4 separate regions of the Mus musculus genome follow, and regions 2, 3 and 4 are each linked to region 1. The links are chromatin contacts, called in public HiChIP or PLAC-seq and promoter capture Hi-C maps. All regions are on one chromosome and are shown on one strand. The core of a region is the stretch at or near the end of the contact, and the rest is flanking DNA. Distances in the headings are between cores, read along the strand shown.

Region 1 (2,870 bases), core at 267-2,766:
GATGGGATAGAAGGCTTCTCTCATCCGGCAGAAATGAGCCACTGAATAGATGGGATTAAAAAAAAAATCAGATCCTCAGAAAATAAGAGAAGAGCTGGACCTGGGTTGGTGTCTGGAACCCACCCCCAACCCCCGTTCAACCTCTTCAATCAGCTACCACTGTGGTGCTAAGACACATAGAGGCAACCAGGGGACAGAAGAGGCTGCTGAACAGGGCCTTCCTGGGGCTTCAGAGACCAGCATGGCAGTGCCTGGCAGAACAGTAACAGAACCACATGGGCCCTTGATGTCTAGCAGCTGGTGCAGAGTGACCCTGAGGTTCCTTGAGGGGACTGGTGTCAGGTCTCAAAATTCAGACAGGTGAAGGGATCAAAGAGTGTCACTGTCATCTTAAGAAACAGTTTCTACAACTCTAATACATACACACTCATTCACTCACACACACACTCATTCACACATATACATACACACACTTATATATACACACATACATATACACACATACATATACACACTCATACACACACATATACATACTTATACACACAGTCATATACACACATACTCATACACACATATACATACATACTCATACACAAGAACATAAACACATATACTCACATGTGTACACATATACACATATGTACATACTCATACACACATCTTGTCTAAGATTCTCCTACCACCTGCCACTTGCCTGTGGGCTAACGTCTGACCATCCTCAGTAGGACCTCCCTCCCTGGCCAGGGCCCACATAATCCCTGGAAATATCTGTTTGTAGGACTATGACTAACACTTGCCTGCAAATCCCTTCACCTTGTTCACTCCCAAGCCACAGGCACCTCTCATTCCAACTCCAACAACAAAATAGCCAGCAACTCCCACCCCAAGCAAAGACAAGCTCCCAATAGATCTGATTTTCAAGGCACAGTAAAATAACATCCTTGGTGCCCCCAAACCTTACCTCAGTCTGCCTTTCTTCTAAAAAAAACACTTGTGAAAATGTCATACCTGTACTTGCCTGCACCCAAGGAAAGTGGCTCGTGTCAGAGGCCACAGGGATGCTGTGTCCTCAGTGCACTGTCAGATCAACCTGGCTACGGTCTTACTTACCCTCAGATTATATGTAGCAAGGAGAAGCAAAGTAGAACTGGTGACCAGCCACTGAGAGGGGACACCAGCCCTCTGCCACTTGTCCCCTCCTTGATAAAATATGTAAATAAAAATAAGACTTTAGAGAATTACTCAGGCACCCTCACCTTCCCTACCTCAGGGAAGTCCACTTGACGTCACTCATCCCAAAGAACAGGTGTTAGAATCCCTTCTCTTCCACATCTTCCTTCAATTAGTGGGATGCTGAGAGCCAGGGTCCTGGGGAGGGGAAACTTACCTCGCAGCCCAGGGGCCGCCATGGTGCTGGTCCCCAGATGCCAAGCCCCTTGGCTGCCCTCGCTCCACTCTGGATAGGCTTATGTGGCTGCCAGGGAGTTAATTCCATCGCGGCTCAGCTCTGTCTGGACGTGCCCGCCCCTCGCCAGCGGCTGCCACCTCCTCCAATCCATCCCTCTCCCTGGGCAGTTCCCTGCGCTCCTCCTTCGCAGAGACTAGCCCAACTTCCAGAAAGGATCCCTTTCTCAGGTGCAGCCAGAGACACGCTGGGGTCATGCATGGGCTGCGGGCCAGGGAGTAAATGCTGCTGGCGCTCCTCCACTCCACTCAGGAGCCTGAGTGAGCGCCACACAGCCGGGCTCGCCTGTGATAATTCAGCCGGATTATCTCATGAACTGCCTGGCTGATTAGTTTCCAGTCCCCAGCGAAGCCTCCTTCCTGTGGCACCAGTCTGCCGGCTATAGCCCTGAGTAGTAGTAGGGACTTAAACAGCAAGATGAGGCTACTCCGGTCTGGAGGGGGTGGGGGGAAACATGCAGCCCCGAGTGTACACAAGGACAAGGGGCAGAGGGGAGAGGGCATGTGTTAATTTGAGCTTCCCCAGGAGACTCTAGGGCAGTGAGGAGTGTGCCTAGAATTTAAAAGCTGTGAGACAAGAGTGGTGTGTGCTTTCCTAGAGTGGCTTAGGGACCTGACCATGGACAGAGGAGGGGTGAAGAGAAAGCCTCCAAAGGGCCATTTCCAGGATGTGAGCTACATTCCAAGATGCCAGAAGCAAATGACGCTCCTTGATGTTATGCCTCCTCCTCGGTGGGAAAGCATTACATCAGCATCAAGTACGCTGTTTGTGATCGCTGAATCTGAGAGATGTCTGTCCCCTGTTTTACAGAAGACAGTGGCAGAAACCCAACCAAATGGAAAGAAAACAGAAAGCATCGTGGTCCAGCCTCGAGGATTAATGGCTGGTGTCTATCTAAACCTCTTGACTTCGGGAGTCTCTCAAGTGCTTTGCTTTGCCCAGCATTCATACTTCAGTCTCAGCCTCCAGTCTATGAGGCAGTGACTTCCATTTATCCATTTCACACATGAAGCGTCCACAGTCTGTGTGCCCCAGGTTCCAAAGCGGGCTGCCTGCTCTGGTGTCCCAGCTCAGAACACCTTGCAGTTTCGCATCTCCCTCTTTTTCCCTTCGTTCTCCTTCCTTCACCTGCTTCCTGCTTCCAGGGACCCTTCTCCATGTCATCTCCACTCCTAAATTACTAAAAAGGCACTCGCCTGCTATCCATCCCTCTTCCATCCTCCCACAAGGAGTTTTTCCATGACACCCCCTAAAACATGTTTAAGGGCTACCCTAGTTACTTTTCTGTTGTTTGTTTTGTTGTGGTGGTTGTTGTTGTTGTTGCTGCTGCTGCTGCTGCTGCTGCTGCTGCTGCTGCTGCTGCTGCTGCTATTTTAAAGCAGCTGGGGAAGAAAAAGTTTAT
Region 2 (2,870 bases), core at 165-2,664, 960 kb before region 1:
ACCCCAGTACTAGGGAGGTTTAAACAGGAGAGTTACTGTGTTTTTAGGGCCAGCCTGGGCTTCAGTGTAAAACCATTTCAAACAACAAGGAAATTGAATAAGCAAACAACACTCTCCCCATTAAAGACAACCATTTTATGTTGATGCATGTCCTTTGATGCCTTCTGTTGCCCTCTTCCTCCCAGCCTAAGGGGTCCCATGGTCCACCTGCCATGACCTTCCTTGTTATTTCTTCCTGTTCACAATGACCTTTTGGTTGCGTTAAGACTTGCATGTTTGTTCATAAACTATTTGTCTTTTATCCATTGGTCTGTGTTTCAGGTTGCCGATTCCCATGAGCCCTCTGCAGAGAGGTCTTTCCCATCTGGAAGCCCATCCTAGTACTGGACACACATTCTGGGTTTATTTCTTTACTCTGTGCCTCCCATTGAATGTGAGCTCCCTAAGATGTGGAACTGTATGTCACTGGTCACCCAGCGCTAGGACAAGGCTGGTCCAAAGCTAAGCAGAACAAACTTTTGTTGAATGTTTAAGGGCCTTCTGACCCCTAGCAACTGAGGACTCATGTGAAAAACGCCGAATCCTCATCTCAACAACTTTTTGTCCAGTTCCTCGGAGGTTCAAAGTCCCGCTTTAATCACATTAGCCACTTGGGAGGATCCAGTAATCCTGTTACTTACAACTCTGAATTTTTGAATTGGGAGGCTATGTAATCTGAAACACTTTTCTTAGGCAATCTCCTTATAATAAGGGATGAATCAGGACAAGGACGTGCACAGGAAACAAGAATTCAGGATCAGGAAGGAGGAAGTGGAAGACGGGGCGGGGGCAGTAAAACGGAGCAGGGAAGATGAAGTGAAGCTCTGGGACAAGGCAAGGAAATGTTGATGCAGTAGGTTCACTGTGAGATTTTTTAGCTGCAGCGACTACCGAACCATCATGCCTGACATTTCTTGGCAGAGCCTCGCATTTATTATTATTTTTCCACCAATGGAGCATCAGTGCAGAAGAGGAGCGGGGGCGGGGGGTAAGGAGTTTCTGGGATGAGGGACCAGTGTGCACTGGGTGGAGTTTAAGGTGGGAAGAAGTACTGTGCAATAGAACTCGCTGTTCATGGAAGAAAAGGCAGGGTTAGGAATCCGGAGGAGAGGAGCGAACAAACACTTATTTTTTTTTTTCCCCCTGAAAGGAATGCTGGGGTCTGAATCTGGAGGAGGAATTTAACTAGCTGTATCCCTGGGATCCTTCTAGAGGCCCCTGCCTTACTAGCCACAATAGAGCCAGGAGGATGTGATCATTGACTTTGATTAAAGAGGTTGGTGGTGTGGGCGGCAGGCGCCGCGAGCCGCGGTGGTGCGAAGGGGCGGTACCAAGGCCGTGCCAAGAACCAATCAGCGATGACTCTGGATTCTTGGGGGCTCCTCAGAGGCTCCGCAGCGGTGGAAGGACTGGAGCTGCTGGCTGCCTCCTCCGGTGCAGCCTGTATCCAGGTGCAGCGGCACTGGGGACGCGGTGCATATCCCTTGCTCAGACTGCCACTGTGACCCTTGCGCGAATATGTCCGGAGCCTAGAAAGTGGTCCTGAGCGGCAGAGGGCCACTGGGTGGGTGGGTGAGTGGGGAGGTTCGGAAGGCAGGACTGAGGGTAGGAAGCGAATTGGGCGACTTGCTTCTCACGTTTGTCCCAATTAGCACCAAGTTGGCAGACAATCCACAAATCCACGACACCTTTGCTTGTCCGCCCCCGCCGCCTCCCTTCCCCCTCCCGTCAAATTCTCTGCATTTCAGAATATTCTGACTGTAAGAAAACTTCAGCTCCCCCTCCTCGGTTCAAGTGAAACAGACACTTGGCACCACCTTCTCCCAGTAACACTGTGTGGATGAATCCCGGAGATCCTCAACTGCAGCGCTTACCAAACTGCACCCTTTGGAGTGTGGCTGGCGTGGGGTTGGGGGGCTAGGGTGGGCTGAGCAGAGAGGCCTCTGGGGGAGAGGCGGGGTGGCGCGGAGGAGCGAGATGCAGGAGCAAGATCGCCTGTGTGACTGCATCTAAAGCAGACTGGTCCAAGGAGTTCTGCCAGGGACACCACCGCCTGCATTGCGTCGGACCTGACCATCTCCAATGTGAAATTCCCGGGGAAGGTCGCTCGCAGCGGAGGGCCGTGCGTGGGAGGGGCTGCCGGCCGCCGGGAAAGAGGAGTTGGTGGTGGGCTTTTCGGGGGGGGGGGCGGAAGAAAAGCTGTGCAGGCAAGGATGGGAACTGAATGACAACCCCCCTCTGCCAAACCACCCCCTCATATTTTCCATCTACCTCCTCGCTCCTGCCCTCCCCCGCCCTCCCCAACCCACGCCCGGGTGGGCCAATCGCTGCTCCGCATTCCAGGCGCTTTCTCAGGTTTCTGCTGATCTTGCAGCGCCCAGAAATGGACCGAGCGAACCTGCGGCCGCACGCTCCCTGCCCCACTCGGAGCTGCTGAAGGCTCGCGGCGCGCCGCGGAGAGAGGTCCGTGCTGTGGTAGCGCAGGTTACCGGAGAGCCATGTAGAGCCAGGCTTTGAGCCGCCCGCCTCCCTCGGGATCGAATCAAGGGCTCCCGTAGTGTTCAGAGGGGGGCGAGAGTGCAGCTTATCGCCATTTGCTTGGGTGATTCCGGAGAAGGTGGCCTTTTTGTCTTTCCACCCCGCATCCTCCGGGACTCCCTTCCCCAGAGAGAGGACAGCGTCTCCAGGTTGCTTGCACCGTGTGAGGATGGGGGTAGGGTACGGACGTTTCCTCCGTAGCTGCTCGATAAAACGATCGGACTCCTGAGAGGAGAAGGACGGGAAACGCGAGGGGCCCCGGAGCCTCTCGCACGCTGCTGCGGTGGTGGCGG
Region 3 (2,870 bases), core at 234-2,733, 800 kb before region 1:
AAATATAGATTGATATAAATGGGTTATTAGCTAGTTAAGGAATGAGCCTAGCTATATGGCCTAGCCTTTTGTAAATATATTTTGAGTCTGAGTCATTATTCTGGAGGCTTGTGGCCAGGAAGAAAACAGCTCATTACAAACCTGTACCTAGATCAATAAACGGAACTTACCAAAGTTCAGAAGCCCAGTGTCTTCCCAATGACAGAATAGTCACATGTCTACAGAAGGAGGTGTTAATTGGACATCTTACATTGCTGTGGGTAAGTTTTAGTTGTTTCTGACCTTTCAGGTATGTATTATTCTGGGTGCGCTATATCTCTCATTTGACTTTACACTTGTGAGAGTCATCCATGATACAAGAGGATGGGTGCACTCATTTGCATATATGCCTCATGTCGCCTCATGTCCTTAACCCAACTTTGTATTTGGGGCTCCTTCCCAGAGTCTTGAGCATTTTTCTACAGAATGACTTCAATTCCCACATCATAGTATAAAGCATAATTAGACATTTAGTGAGCCCTTTACCAGTCTCCTGGTCTTTGGATTTCACGTTATAAATAAGATTTGTCATGATACTTTAGAAAGATTGATAGGACAATGGTAAAGTAATACTAATGTTTCAAAACAGCTACAGTCTTACTTGGAGTTCCACTCGGGCCATTCATCATCCAGTGGATCCAGAGCCTGTTCACGGGGTGCTGAGAACTACGGAAAATGACGTAAGAAGTTCTTCACGAAGGGTGAGAATGTCTACAGGCTGTTTTAAAATATTTCAAACACTATTTCAAAAAGAGAGACATTCTGTTCATGTATGTAACAGTCTGTTAAAAATCTGTAACAAGACCAAGTTCCATAGAAATTGAGTCTAGGTTGGTATCTAAGCCTGGATTAGAACCATGAATTTGATCCCACCCTCCAGGTTGCTTATGTAAGTCTGGTGGTGATGCACCTCAGTTCTGGATAGAGGTAGCAAGTATTTCTCCATGTCTTTGTTAATCATGAGATGATCTAACCCACAGATGGGCAGTCAGAACCACGACACAAGTGCCTGATGGCTCAGTGTACACTCCTTTCCAACGCCTCCACGCAAGTTCGATACTGTTGGAGCTCCTCTGTTTCCACTCAAGTTGGAGCGGTGCTTTGTCTCAAGTCTTGGAACTAGGTAACAGGCCGGGAGGGAGGAGACACGAAACGTTGCTAACGGTCCTTAGCAATTTCCTGGACCCAAAGCTTTCCTCAGTGATGTGTGAAGCTAAGCTGTCCATCCAGCTGTGCTACCCCGATTCGCTAAAGATGTGGAACTAAAACCCAGAAGCTAATCCCTCTATGGATCAACCTTAAAATGCAACAGATTTTTCAGAGATGATCGGGGAAATCTTTTTCTGAAAGGGGAGATGCCTGGATCAGATTCTTAAAGGAAGGAAAACAAAGCATACCTCGAAGGCTTAGCTGGGCAGAGAGGGTGCATGCTGGGAAGAAAGCGATGCTTTGTGGCATTTCCTGGATTCCTGACTCATACTTTCCTCCTGAGGTCAGGAGCGTCCCTTTCTCCTCCAGCAGCTTGCTTCTGGCACTAAGAAATCCAAGATAAATGAGACAGTCTGTGAACAGAGCCCCAAACAGCTGGCCATTGCTGGACACAACTACAATGGCTGGTCAAATGGGGACATCTGGTTCACGTCCCCAGAGATTTAATAATGGCAGAAAGACCAATAAAGATAATCCAATCAACCACTGGGACCAAAGCTCCCAGGAGCACAAAGCTGGGCTGGGGAGGTTGGGTTTCTTTTCCATGGGAGCCAAGGGAAGAGAGGGGCAGGTGAGCCAGCTGTGGGCTTGAGCCTCTCATGCCTGCATTGTTGGTCTCTTTGACCATGAGGGAAAATCTCAAGGAAAGCTGGGGGGGGGGGGGTTGTTCCTGGAAGAGTGTGGGAGATTTTTCACATTTATAATTTGGGGGCACACTCATATCCTGATCCTCTATAAACTCAGGGCCATGGGAATTGTTAACCCATCATTTGATGGATATTTATTCTACATGACCCGGTGTAAAGACTCTTAGCTAGGGGTGGATTTGGGACAGGAAATGACTTCTCTGCTAGTGTTGGTGCTTGTAAGAAAGTGCTGCTCTCTCTGTATATTCACTTTTGCAAATGGAACATGAAGACAATAGTTTGTATCTCCTAGGACTGTTAGGGACATGGTACAAAATCATGGGCGAGCTTAGCAGAAATACGTGATGTTCACATGATCATCTGTGATACTTAGAACCAAGAGTCTGCTCTGTTATGACAGATGGCACAGAGAACAGAAACTCACTGAAGGTTCTAATATCTTTTGTTTGGCCTCTGGTCTCTTATTCTTAGATTTATTTAATCTTTTTTTTTTTTTTTTTTTTTTTTTTAAGATACAGGCTGGGTGTGGTGGCACACACCTTTAATCCCAGCACTTGGGAGGCAGAGGCAGAGGCAGGTGAATTTCTGAGTTCGAGGCCAGCCTGGTCTACAGAGTGAGTTCCAGGACAACCAAGTCTATACAGAGAAACCCTGTTTCGAAAAACCAAATAAATAAATAAATAAACAACCAAATACAAAAAAATAAAATAAAAATAAAAAATAAAAATAAAAAGATATAGGTAAATAGGCAAGTGAGATGTTATTTTATCATTAATCAGCTTTCTGATACCATAACAAGATACACATGATAATTAACTTACAAAGACAAAGGGCTTCCTGAAGCTCGTGTTTTTAGAGATTCTCACCCCAAATCAGATGTAAGGCAAAGAAGAATCCAGGGATGTGTGACTATATTTGAGGTAAACTTCCCACTGATGTTAGAAGAGCTCCCATTAGATACTCCCTTCCTACTTC
Region 4 (2,870 bases), core at 181-2,680, 620 kb before region 1:
GTGTGTGTGTGTGTGTGTGTAGATCAAAATGTAAGGTTCTTTAGAGCAAAGGTTATATTTTCTTTCTATATTCAAACCTTCCTTTTATATGGAAAGCACACATCACACTGATGCATGGTAAGGGGCCACAGTGACCTCCATAGGGGTCTTTGAGAAGTGACAGCATGATAGAGTTAATACATAAAATTCCAAGAAAAAAATTCTGACCTTTCCACATTGCATGAAAACATGAACCCTACCTTATCTCTCCTCCCACACTGAGGCCAGCCACAAACACAGCCATCCAAGACGCAGTAATCTCAATCGGTCACCAAATATCCAAAGCACTTTTCAGAATTCAGGGTTATTTTTCCATAAGTTCAGATCTTCATTTGTGTTTCCTCAACAGTCAGTATTTCTACCAGCTCTATGCCCCATTCAAATCTAGAGCCCTAACCCTCAACCCCTCACCCCCACCCCCCAAAAAAATTCCTCTTTGGCCAGAAGTGCACATCAAGTGAAAGAGGCCTTTTAAGGTAGCTGACTTAAGGCCAATTTATGTTTAGTCACCAAGTGAGTATATAGCCATTGGAAAAAATCACTGAAGCTTTTCTGGACTTTTTCATCCATGAAATGAGACTAGCAATGTTTTATGTCTGGGGTTTCCATGGCTCAAATGAGATAATACATGAAAGTTCTTTGTGAGCTGTAAAATACTCCACTACTCCACAGGGCAATTTCACTATTGCTGAGGCTCTGTTTGAACACCAGACCATCTGGCACATACAGAATTAACAGTAAGTCATTACACTATGACGACCTGACCCAGGGAGCCAGGACAGGGGTTGAGGTCTTCAATCAAACTCTGCTGATATGTTCTTGGATCAGCCCCATGACAAGGCAGAAATTTCTCCCTCCTCATTAGCTCACTGTCTGAGGAGCTCATACTTCAAAACCACATCTTAGGGAAGGCTGGAGTGTTCTAATTAAGTCTTCTTAAGGAAGAAAGAGATCTTAAGCCTTCTATTGCTACTTTCTCTCCAGGCTCCAAGCTGAAGCCTGGAAGAAAAGTAAAAAAGTCAGTCAAGGCCTCATCCCACACTCCCGCTGGAAGGCAAAATCTCCAGGAGGTTAATTGTGATGGGAACCAGGGAAGAGCCACTCCTTTTCCCATTGTCATGGAAAGACCACTTTGTCTTAAGTGCTAGGTAAAGAGAGACCCAATTTTAACCATGATGGGACATAATGGGAAATATCATTCTTTTCTTAATCACGAGGTTCTATATACCGTAAGATTCCTAGAAACTCATGCAATTTACAGTTTGTCTTTTGATGACTTACAGGTGGCTAGTGATCTAGAAAATCACTTCTGCTTCCTAAGACCCCAGCAGAGCACAGCCTGGATTCATTGCACCCTTTGTCTGGCACCAGTCTCACAAAGCTTGCCTTAGGCAGCCATGGCTAATCAACTGCAGATGACAGGCAAACAAAGTGTTTGTCATTCCATGCTATGTGGAGCTTTTTCTATGTGACTGCACTTAGCACACAAGACAGTGAGGCCCAAAAGAGTATGGCACAAGAAACCTAAATGCAACACCCAAGCTGAAAGCACAGTGAGAAATTAGCTAGGTCAAGAGTCAGGAATGGCTACAGATCATATCAGACCTGACTATTACTTAGCCAAAGCAGACCTGTAGAAAGATCTATTGCAAAGTTAATCAGAGAAAGAACACGGAAGCAAGTGAAGTTCTGGGCATGCCTAGGCTTGTTTTAGGTGGGTTCTGTGAATAGCATCTTGTGGTGCTGGTCCTAGTCTGTCGGTCACAGATACTCTGAGGCTGATCCACAGGGAAGTTCCTCTGATCAGAACAGTATAGAAGCCTCTTACTTATCTTTAGACTATCTCCTGCAAGTCTAACCACTGATTGATTGGTATAATGTTTATGTCCAGGCAATTTTGAATGGATTGATAAAGGGAACCAGGGGACTCAAACTTTGTTTTCTAGGGGTCCTTTGCCCACTTCAGATGGGTTAAGTATATGGCTTCTTCTCAAATTCAAACAGTGGAGCAAATGTAAGAATCACCCCAAAAGTGAATAAATCCTGTGTAATATTAAGGGAAAGTCATCCAAAGAATTATTTTCCCTCTTATAATCTCACAGTTCATTATGTATCTACATTCCAGCTCAGAATTCATCACACGTACCCTTATTTTTATTAAACTGAGCTAAAAATGGTAAAATGTCTACCATTTGCACAATGGTAGAAACACAGCATCACATTCCCTCTGGACCTAACATGTTGCCTCTAAAACAGTTAATGGAAGTCATAGTTCAGAGAGCAAACACTGCAAACTCGCTCATCCTGGCAATCTTCTGCTAAGCATTGATGTCACACTACAGCTTTTCTAGCTTTTGCATGTCAGACCTATTTCTTCTGCAAGCTGCTCCCTGTGAAGTCTACACTGAAGATCACTGTGAAAAACAACATGACTGGTCTGGTCTTGTCTTTAGAAAGTCACTGTATGTTATCAGAGAACAAGAAGCCCTCTTGTATTCTTCTGCAAAAAGAACCACACTGTATAACTCCCAGCCCTATGGCTGGATAGGTATGATACCACATTCTATGGCAATAACACTCAGAACCCCACCTTTGGAAAATTGAGCAGCTCTCATGGCCATTGATATGTTATGGAACCCACAAACTCTCATGAGCCTCCAATGGAATCTTGGGAACATTCATGAATCTTGAGTGAGTATGTTTGTGCAGGTGCATGTGGTCGTGTGTATATGAGCACAGGTTCCCAAGCATGTACAGGTTTGGGCTTGGACTTTCCCAACAAGGAAAGAGAGTACACATCTTTGGAGCATCAAATCTCATAATTGAACCAG

Evidence for each region. Promoter capture Hi-C pulls out the DNA fragments that hold promoters and counts their contacts. HiChIP or PLAC-seq counts read pairs in DNA pulled down with a chosen protein or histone mark.
Region 2: a contact with region 1 is called in an H3K27ac HiChIP or PLAC-seq map of embryonic stem cells, with 8 times the contacts expected there. The contact joins the promoter of Kcna1 here to the promoter of Ano2 in region 1. A contact is called at or near these places in 10 of 39 promoter capture datasets (the 3T3-L1 cell line, 3T3-L1-derived adipocytes, the C10 cell line and 5 more) and 2 of 115 datasets of contacts at active chromatin or transcription factors (embryonic stem cells and stem cell-derived neural progenitor cells).
Region 3: a contact with region 1 is called in an H3K27ac HiChIP or PLAC-seq map of embryonic fibroblasts, with 11 times the contacts expected there. The contact joins the enhancer-like site here to the promoter of Ano2 in region 1. A contact is called at or near these places in 7 of 39 promoter capture datasets (cranial neural crest, embryonic stem cells, frontonasal cranial neural crest and 4 more), 4 of 115 datasets of contacts at active chromatin or transcription factors (embryonic fibroblasts, embryonic stem cells and forebrain) and 2 of 9 other capture datasets (adipose tissue and embryonic stem cells).
Region 4: a promoter capture Hi-C map of stem cell-derived epiblast-like cells shows a contact between it and region 1, with 4 times the contacts expected there. The contact joins the enhancer-like site here to the promoter of Ano2 in region 1. A contact is called at or near these places in 9 of 39 promoter capture datasets (HPC-7-derived erythroid cells, cranial neural crest, embryonic stem cells and 5 more), 1 of 484 Hi-C or Micro-C datasets (nephron progenitors) and 2 of 115 datasets of contacts at active chromatin or transcription factors (both in embryonic stem cells).

What each region holds. Positions count from the first base shown.
Region 1 is chr6:125,689,265-125,692,134 of GRCm38.p6, reverse strand. Ano2 (anoctamin 2) reads right to left here and starts at 1,516. Exons shown (of 25, transcript NM_001364562.1): 1 at 1,391-1,516. The coding sequence starts at 1,412.
Region 2 is chr6:126,644,345-126,647,214 of GRCm38.p6, reverse strand. Kcna1 (potassium voltage-gated channel, shaker-related subfamily, member 1) reads left to right here and starts at 1,414. Exons shown (of 2, transcript NM_010595.3): 1 at 1,414-2,870.
Region 3 is chr6:126,486,039-126,488,908 of GRCm38.p6, reverse strand. It overlaps Gm38899 (a long non-coding RNA gene), which reads left to right. Exons shown (of 5, transcript XR_869437.2): 3 at 629-740; 4 at 1,020-1,162; 5 at 2,408-2,640. Among named protein-coding and RNA genes, the nearest start is that of Gm38899, 27 kb to the left of the region's middle. Within about 2 kb of position 1,483, at least 25 of the 459 cell types and tissues checked have an H3K27ac peak or open chromatin away from gene starts, as enhancers often do. A contact at or near this core is called in embryonic fibroblasts, where this site is marked.
Region 4 is chr6:126,309,516-126,312,385 of GRCm38.p6, reverse strand. The region is part of intron 3 of Gm10415 (predicted gene 10415); the gene reads left to right. Among named protein-coding and RNA genes, the nearest start is that of Gm10415, 18 kb to the left of the region's middle. Within about 2 kb of position 1,430, at least 17 of the 459 cell types and tissues checked have an H3K27ac peak or open chromatin away from gene starts, as enhancers often do. A contact at or near this core is called in embryonic stem cells and stem cell-derived epiblast-like cells, where this site is marked.